Regions from separate parts of the Sus scrofa genome. Here region 1 is linked to region 2. A link is a contact called in public Hi-C data. All regions are on one chromosome and are shown on one strand. Each heading gives the region's core, a stretch centred on a gene start, on an enhancer-like site or on the middle of the called end of the contact. The rest is flanking DNA. Distances are from core to core; before and after follow the strand shown.

Region 1 (4,238 bases), core at 1,618-4,117, 270 kb after region 2:
AGGCCAGCAGCGGGGGCGCGGGCGGCGACAGGCGCGCACCCGCCTCGCCGAAGTCAATGTTGATGTACTCGCCGGGACTCTTGGGCTCCGGCGGCAGCGGGTACTCGTGTGTGCTGGGCAGCGTCTGCAGCCCTTCCAGCGACAGGCGCGTGGGCCGCACGGCCCGGCAGCGCTGGCTCAGGAAGCCCTCCGGGCGCCCGCTGCCCACGCCACTGGGCCTCCCCGGCGAAGGCACGGAGGGATGGGGTGGCTGGGTGTGGCCGCCGCCACCTGCCGCGGCCCCGAAGGCGCCGTCCAGCTGCGTGGACCCTGTGGACCCCGGGCCGGCCGGAGGCTCCAGCCTCTCCTCCTCCAGGATGCGCCCCACGGGGGAGCTCATGAGCACGTACTGGTCGTTGTCCCCGTTGCAGGTGTAGGGGGCCTTGTAGGAGCGGGGCAGGGAGCTGTAGCAGTAGCCGGGGACGCCCCGGAGCATCTCCCCGCCGCCGTGCAGGGCAGCCGCGAAGAAGTCAGGCGGGGTGCCCGGGGCACCCACGTCGCTGGGGGACATGTTGAGATAGTCCCCGTTGGAAAGCAGCTTGCCATCAGCGTTCTCCATGGACAGCTTGGAGCCGCACCACATGCGCATATACCCGCTGTCCTCCGGGGAGCTCTCGGCCGGGGAGCTGGCCTTGTAGCTGCTGCCCCCACTCCCCGGAAAGGCCCTGCTGGCTGCAGAAGTGGGCGTGGGCACCGCCGCCCCTGTGGGGGGCACGGCCGCTGCAGTGGCCCGTGGCTGCAGGATCTGCTTCGGGGCCGACACGCTGGTGGGGCTCATGGGCATGTAGTCGTCACTCTTGCAGCTCCCACTGCCACCACCCATGAGGGCCACGCCAGGGGTCATGGGCATGTAGCCGTCATCCGTGCCCAGGTTACTGCTGGAGCTCCGGTGCGACCCAATCTCGATGTCGCCGTAGTCTTCGGGGTAGGGGTGGTAGGCCACTTTGGGAGAGGACACGGGGCAGGACGGGCAGAGACGGCCCGAGCTGCCAGAGAAGGTGGCCCGCATCAAGGTGTATTCATCCAGGGATGCGGAGGAGGGCTGGGGCACCGGCCGCTGCCGGGCAGGTGTGGTCAGGGAGTAAGTCCTCTTTCTCAGCCCTCTATCCAAGTCCTGGGCCCCGTCCCCGGATACCCTGCGGTAGGGGCGCCCACAGTGGCTCAGAGGCCGGTCCATGGTCATGTACCCGTACAGCTCGCCCCCGCTGACGTCCCTGGCCGGGGGAGTCTCGGCGATGGATTCGGGCGTGTTGCTCCTGTGGCTGCAGAAGGCTCTCAGGTCCCCAGGGCTAGAGCCATACTCATCCAGGGACATAAAGCCAGGGTCGCTGGGGGAGCCCGAAGCCGAGGCGCTGCCGCTGGAGGGTCGCTGAGGGTGCAGGGGATGCTGCAGGTGCGGGTGTGGGCCGGGAGGTGGCGGGTAGGAGCCCGAGCCATGCCCGCTGCTGGACGACAGGCTGCCCGGGCTGGTGGCGGCCGGGGGCGAGTGCGCCACGGGCATGGACATGGAGCGGCTGTGTTGCAGAGCGCCCCCTGCCGGCGCCAGCGTCACTTTGCTGGCGCGGCCGCCGCAGCCGCCGCTCAGGGTGTGCGAGCGGCTCAGGGGCGCGCGCACAGGCCCTGGGCTCAGGGGGCTCCCCGACACCGACACCGGCCTCCCGCCTGCCGCCCCGGCCCCCGCAGCCGCGCCGCCGTCGCCCTCGCTGGCCGTGCGAACCCGGCACGAGCTGCACTTGGCCGCCGGCGGGGTGGCGGCCAGGCTGTCCGTGCGCGAGCGGCGCACCAGGCCAGTCTGGCTGGGGGGCAGGTTGACCAGGTGGTGGTGGCGGCGCGCGCCGGGGACGCTGATGGGGTGCGTGGCTGACGAGCCGGACGACTGGCTCTTGCTGCGCGGCCGGAACTCGAAGAGCTCCTTGAGCGCCTTCATGGCCTCCAGGATGGTCTCGTGGATGTTCTGGGCCACCACCGAGTCGTCCGCCTGCATCCACAGCTCTCCCGGGCCCGTGACGGCCGAGCGGCCCACCTCGATGAAGAAGAAGCTGTCCGAGTGGCCGCAGCGGCGGATGTTCATGAGCTGCAGGGTCACCGACGGCTGCTCGCAGTTGAGCTTCACGAAGCCGATGGTGCGCGCCGACAGGCACAGGCGGTACACGCCCGTCAGGTTCTTGCTCTGGCCCAGGCCCTTGGGCTTCAGGTTCACCTGCCACACCTCGCGGTAGGCGGCCGTGGCGGGCGCCACCAGCCCGTAGCTGTCATCGGCCGCCGCGGCGCCGGCCGAGCCGCCCAGGGCGCCGGGCAGGGAGGCGCTGCAGGACGCGGCGGTGGCGGCGGCGGGGGGCGCGTCGCCGGCGCTCGCGCGGCCCTCGCTGACCAGGTCGGTGAGCGCGCGGTACCAGCCCTCCTGCTCCTGCTCGTTCTCGGCCGCTACGGCAAAGTACTCGTCCTTGGTGTAGAGGGCGATCAGGTACTTGTGCTTGGCGTCAGCGCGCTTGTTGATGTTCAGGCAGCAGTCGAGCGCGATGACCCGCTTCGGGGCGCCCGCCTTGCTCCGCCACTTCTTCTCGCTCTCGTAGTACTCGAGCCGCGGCGGCTGCGGCGCCGACCCCCCACCCGCTGTCGCCGTCGCCTCGTCGCCGCCCGCGCCGGGCCCGCGCAGCACGAAGAAGCGCTTGTGGCCGTGCTTCTGCTTGCGCAGGTAGCCGCACTTGCGCACGCTGTGGTTGTTGTTGTTGTTGTTGTTGTTGAGGTTGGGGCCGTCGCCGCCCGCCGGCCCGGGGGGCCCGTGCAGCGGCGGGCTCGCCATCGCCGGCGATTCAGGCCCCGCCGCCCGGCCGGGCTTGGAGGGGCTGGAGGGAGCGGAGGGGGCGCGGGCGGGAGCGGCTCCCTCCCCCCCCTGCTCGCCCGCCCGAGCCCGCGTCCCTCGGGCCCAGGAGGTGGAGAAGGTTCGGGGAGGCCCGCGGGGGCCGGCACCGCGCGGTGGCGCAGCGCCCTCCGCGCTCCGGGGCCCCAGAGGATGACCAACGCGGGCGGTGGCCGCCCCCTGGCCCGGCTGCCCGCGGCCGCTTCCTCCTGGGCTCTCGGGCGGCGCCTGGGGACTCGCTGGCTGGGCCGAGAGTCGGGGTCCCCGAGCCGTGGGGCCGAGCCTTAAGGCGCGCGCGGCCGCACCGGTCCCGCCGCTGCGCCGCGCTCCGCGGTGCCGGGGTGTGCCCGGGTACTCGGGGTCCGCGCCGCCGCCGGGGTTGGTGCTGCTGCTGCTGCCAACGGCGACCCGGGCTCGTCGCGGTCCCCGCCGCACAGTGAGTAACACATCGCGCACCGAGTGACTGAACTAAGAAGAGCAAAACAACATGTGACTCGGCGTTACGCAGGCACACACTGCGCGGCCGCCCCGCCCCGCCGCCCGCATTGGCGCCGCGCCCCCGGACGGACGGCGCGTGCGGCCAATGGGCGCCGGGCGCGGGGGGGGCGGGCCGCGCGCCCCCGCCCCGCCCCCCTTTCTCCCGGGGCCGCGTTTCCCGCCGTCCCCTCCCCCTCCCGCGGAGGCCGGGGCCCGGGGCGGGGTGGGGGCCGGCCCGAGCCTCATTAATCAGAGGCTCGTTGGGGATGCCGGCGGAGGAGATGCCACCCAGGGCGGGAAAAGGGGCGCGCGGGAGGGGCGGGGGCCGGCCGCCGCGCGGAGGGCCCTGCCCTCCCGCCTTTGACTCAATTAATTGGGCTCGAAGCTTCCGCCGGGGAGGGGACCGGGGGAGGGAACACTGTAGGGGGTGGGCGCCTGCGGAGATCAGGGGCCGAGACCGCGGACCTGGGCTTGGTGCAGGGGAGGCGGAGGTAGCACCCCACTCGGGCCCCGCATCGCCCCGCCGCCGCCCCATTTGCTGGGGGCCAAGAAGGGGCAGTGAACTTGGCTGCCCTCTCGGAACCACCTTCCCCCAACACACACTTCGGCCAGCAGATCCCGCGCCCAGGCTCGGGGTGGGGGCGCGCCTTGGCGGGTTTGCGCCTGGGTGGTTCCCGGGTGCCCGGCCCCGGCTTGTTTACGAGCATCACATTAGTCCGTCACCGGTGAGCTCTGGATCGGCAGCAGCTTCGGTGCCCCTTCCTGGAAGGAGAGTCGGGGTGCGGGAGGGGGCGCGGATGCGGCGCCCTCTACCCCAGGCCGCGCTGGCGGCGGCCGCTGGCGGGATCCCACCCGCTCAGGG
Region 2 (4,311 bases), core at 1,014-3,513:
AACTTCAAGTACTGGTCATTTCTACGCTTTTATGACAATAGCACTGTGAAAAACACCCTTCTAAATAACTCTGTTTCAAGATGACTTATGATAAATTACTGTTAATTTTAAAAAATTCATGTATTCAGACCCTAATAAGATCGCAAGTTCTTTTGCTGGGAACTCTGTCATATACTGCAACCATATTATATAATATGTATCGTAAAAAATCATTGACAAGCTGAGGTCTACAATTGGTGCTTCCCAGGAAGTTGCATCTCGATAATAACTTGGACATTAGAAAATTAGGATTTCTTTTAGAGAGTCTATCCATAAAATAAGCATATAGCCAAGCAGAGATAGAAAATCAGTTTAAAGAAACAGATCCGTTCTCATGCCTACAAAAGCTAACTTCAGAACGGTGTGAGGAGGACGGTAGGGAAGGATAGTGCTGTAAACACAGACAAAATTATAGTAACTGACACAAAAGAAGGCTTTGATTATCCATTGTTTAGGGAGTAGAGCTTCATTCACATACTTCAAAGCATTCTTTTCCCATGGGCAAACCTATCTCATTTAAAGATTTAATGCCTATATGTCTCAAACTCATACAAAAAACTGATGAGATAGGAACTCTTTTAAACTCATTTCACAAGGCCAGCATGACCCCAATACCAAAGATGGATAAGAACACCACAAGAAAACTATCGACTGCTATCGCTGATGAACATAGATGCAAAAATTCTCAGCAAAATATTAGCTAAGCAAATCCAACAGCACATTCAAAGGGATATATACACCATGACCACATGGGTTTTATCCCTGTCATGCAAGGATGGCTCGACCTATGAAAATCAATAAGTGTGATAGACCTCATTAACAGAATAAAAGGTAAAAATCATAAGATCACATAAATGGATGCAGAAAAAGCATTGGACAAAACAGTAACATCCTTTCATAATAAAAACCCCCATCAAATTGGCTGTAGAAGAAACGTACCTCACATAGTAAAGGCTGTATGTGGCAAGCCCACAGCTAGTATCATGAAATATGAGATTGAAATCTTCCCCTCAAAGATTAGTGATAAGACCTCGCCCACTCTCACTGCTTGTATCCAACATAGTAACAGAAGGCCTGGCCAGAGAAATTAGGCAAGACAAAGAAATGAAAGGCCGAGTTCCCATCATGGCTTGGCAGAAACAAATCTGACTGTCATCCATGAGGACACAGGTTCAATCCCCGGCCTCACTCAGTGGGTTAAGGATCTGGCGTTGCTGTGAGGTGTGGTGTACGTCACAGATAAACCTGGGATCCCACATTGCTATGGCTCTGGTGTAGGCCGACAGCTGCAACTCCAATTCAACCCCTAGCCTGGGAACCTCCATATGCCATGCGTGCAGCCGTAAAAAGACAAAAAATTTTTTTTTTTTTTTTTAAGAAATAAAAGGCATACAAAGTGGGGGAAAATGAGATAAAATTGTTATCAGCAGATGATAGGATTTTCTATATAGAAAATCCTAAAGACCCAACCAAAAAACTGTTGAAACTACTCAATGAATTCAGTGAAGGTGCAGGATATAGTGAACATGCGGAAATCAGGTGCATTTCTACACTTTAACAAGGAAATATCAGAAAAAGAAATAAAATTACTTTCTCTCCGTAGTTGGATGGATGCATAAGGAGCCTCAGGCAGTAACTACTAGATTCTTTTCTCCTTCTGGATCTTCCAGCCTATTCCTGATGTGATTTGGTCCCCAGGGGAGAAGAAATTTGGCAGTTCTGACGCTCAGGCTCCTGGACCTTATGAAGTTATTTCTCACAGAGATTAGGCGACAACACAGAGTCACTCCATGAGTAATGATTTTGTGGGCAGTACCGATTTGCCAGACTCTGGGTCACACCTTGGGGGTATAAGGAGGAGACAAATAGACCTTCCCCTTGGGGAGTTGACTGTCTTAGGGGAAGCAGCGGGGGGCACAGTCCACTTGAGCACAGTGTGAGGTTTCCTCTGACCAGGTTACCAGGTTAAGCCAGTCCAGGGGCGGTGGGAAGCCATGGGAGGCCCCTGGAGAGCAGAGGCGGGGTCATCAGAGTTCCCATCGTGAGAACAAATCTGGATGAAAACGCGGTGAGTGTAACCGAGAAGGTAAGCAGTGACGTTGGTGGCAGGGATGGAAATGAGGCACAAGTGGCTTCTGCTTAAGGAAACATGTACAAGTCACTTCATGCTCAGGAAGCTGCAAATCACCCCGAGGGGCTGGCACACAGACCGTGACGTTACAGTCCATGGGGAGAGGAGGCTGAGCACAGGGCCAGGAGCCCTCACTGCCAGGCCGAGGAGCGGACTGCAGGGCTTATAAAATAAAATAAAATAAGACTTGACCATCTCTTCCTTAAATGTCTCTGTAATTTATTACGTGCCTGCACTACTCCGTGTAAATACACACGCTGTGCTACAAGCGGAAATTAGGAAACGGGGCCCTGGCTGCCAGGTCCCTTGGCTAGAGTCACAGCGGCAGGAGCTTCAGAGCGGGCGCCCAGCCCCAGTGTCCCTGACCCTGGGGTCCTCCTGTTGCACAGTCTTGTCCCGCAAGGGACCGGACGTGGGCGTGGGGGGGGCCCTGCGTGTGACCAGTGCTGCTTCTGGCTGGGGATGACCTCAGGCAAATCAACAAAGGTGACACTGGCTTCAGGGCCACCCTCTGCTAGAGACAGTTGGGAAGATTCTGCTAGGTCTAAAGCGCTCTGTTTTTAATGACCCAGTTTTAGCTCCAGGCTCCAGCAGATGTGTAGTTTAAGCAAGCCTCAGATGAAAGTGCTTAGGTCAAAGCCATGGCTAAAAGCAGCAGTCGGCCACGTCTGGCGAAGAGAGGCTTCGGCAGAAATGTCCTGAAGAGCATTTCGTGGCAGCAGAGAGTGATCTGGACACTCGTTAAATGAAAACGGCAGCCCGACAAATGGCTAAGCTGCATATCGGGTGTTATATTTTATACACAAACACAGACGGTAATGTATGAATGGAAGGAAAAACACTGGAAGAGTGAAGGCTGGGTCAGAACACAAACCGTGGGCGTTCCTGCTGTGGTGCAGTGGGTTCAGAAGTTCAGAATCTGACGGCTGCAGATCAGGGCTCTGCAGAGACGCAGGTTTGTTCCCGGACCACCTGCTGTAGTGGGTTAAAAGATCCCTCTTCCTCTCTCCCCGCCCCCTCCCCCTCTTCCTCTCCCGTCCCCCTCCCTCCTTCCCTCCCCCCTTCCCCCCCTCCCTCCCCCCACCCCTTCCAGTGCAACAGGCCACATCTACCTGCTGGAGTGCATTTTCTCTTCTCATGAGGTTAATGTTCTAAACGAACAAATGTGTTACATCAATGCAATCAATACACTCTGAGTCTCATGACCGTCAGAGTTATGGAAATGTATTTCGTACCTCGTCCCTGTTCAGCTTAAAATCAATAAAAATCCATTATCTAATATTTCAACTGCTACACACCAGAGAAACAGTTAGAAATAAATCTCTCTAAAGGAAAAATTAAACTGTCTTACACGATTACAAATTATTGACATTTACTTCTTATCATATCATACCTGGTGGGAAATTATTGGTAATTAAGTGTAGAATAGATCAGCCTCAAAGGAAAAGAAATGTTGAATTGTCAGATTAAGACATTCTGTATGCATTACTGACTGTTTCACTGAATCTTAAGATTTTAAGAGACACACACTGGTTCAATATTATTGGTTACTGTTTCTAAACATTGATTTAATTCCAAAACATGCAACTAGGCATCACAGACCACTAATATTAAGTTAAAAAATACTTATTATAACAACCTACAGCTGCCAGATTTAGACACAAAGTAAAAGAGACACAAAGAGGTTTAGCTATTTGAAGAATAACACCCAACAAAACTGAGAATCTGCTGAAAAAAGTTGAGATCAGATGCACTGTTTGTCAGGAATAAGAAATTCTTAAGCTGAGAGTGGCCACAAGTGGGTGTTGATTTCTTGATTTCTTTCTTTCTTTTTTTTTTCTTCATTTTTGTAGACTTATTTGTATTATTATTATTATTATTTTGCCTTTTCTAGGACTGTACCCGTGGCATATGGAGGTTTCCAAGCTAGGGGTCTAATCAGAGCTGGAGCCACTGGCCTACACCACAGCCACAGCAACTCGGGACCCAAGCTGCCTCTGCAACCTACACCACAGCTCACGGCAACGCCGGATCGTTAACCCACTGAGCGAGGCCAGGGGTCGAACCTGCAACCTCATGGTTCCTAGTCGGATTCGTTAACCACTGTGCCACGACGGGAACTCCTAGACTTATTATTTTTT

The links. Hi-C and Micro-C count contacts between places; a contact is called where the count stands out from the background.
Region 1: a Hi-C map of liver shows a contact between it and region 2, with 4 times the contacts expected there. The contact joins the promoter of IRS2 here to the enhancer-like site in region 2. A contact is called at or near these places in 1 of 5 promoter capture datasets (liver), 7 of 47 Hi-C or Micro-C datasets (liver, retroperitoneal adipose tissue and skeletal muscle) and 2 of 2 datasets of contacts at active chromatin or transcription factors (alveolar macrophages and skeletal muscle).

The regions. Positions count from the first base shown.
Region 1 is chr11:76,651,772-76,656,009 of Sscrofa11.1, forward strand. IRS2 (insulin receptor substrate 2) reads right to left here and starts at 2,868. Exons shown (of 3, transcript XM_021065907.1): 1 at 1-2,868. The coding sequence starts at 2,842. It overlaps LOC110255859 (a long non-coding RNA gene), which reads left to right and starts at 3,640. Exons shown (of 2, transcript XR_002336770.1): 1 at 3,640-4,238.
Region 2 is chr11:76,381,113-76,385,423 of Sscrofa11.1, forward strand. It overlaps LOC106507944 (a long non-coding RNA gene), which reads right to left. Exons shown (of 4, transcript XR_002336767.1): 4 at 4,272-4,311. Among named protein-coding and RNA genes, the nearest start is that of IRS2, 270 kb to the right of the region's middle. Within about 2 kb of position 2,264, at least 9 of the 83 cell types and tissues checked have an H3K27ac peak or open chromatin away from gene starts, as enhancers often do. A contact at or near this core is called in liver, where this site is marked.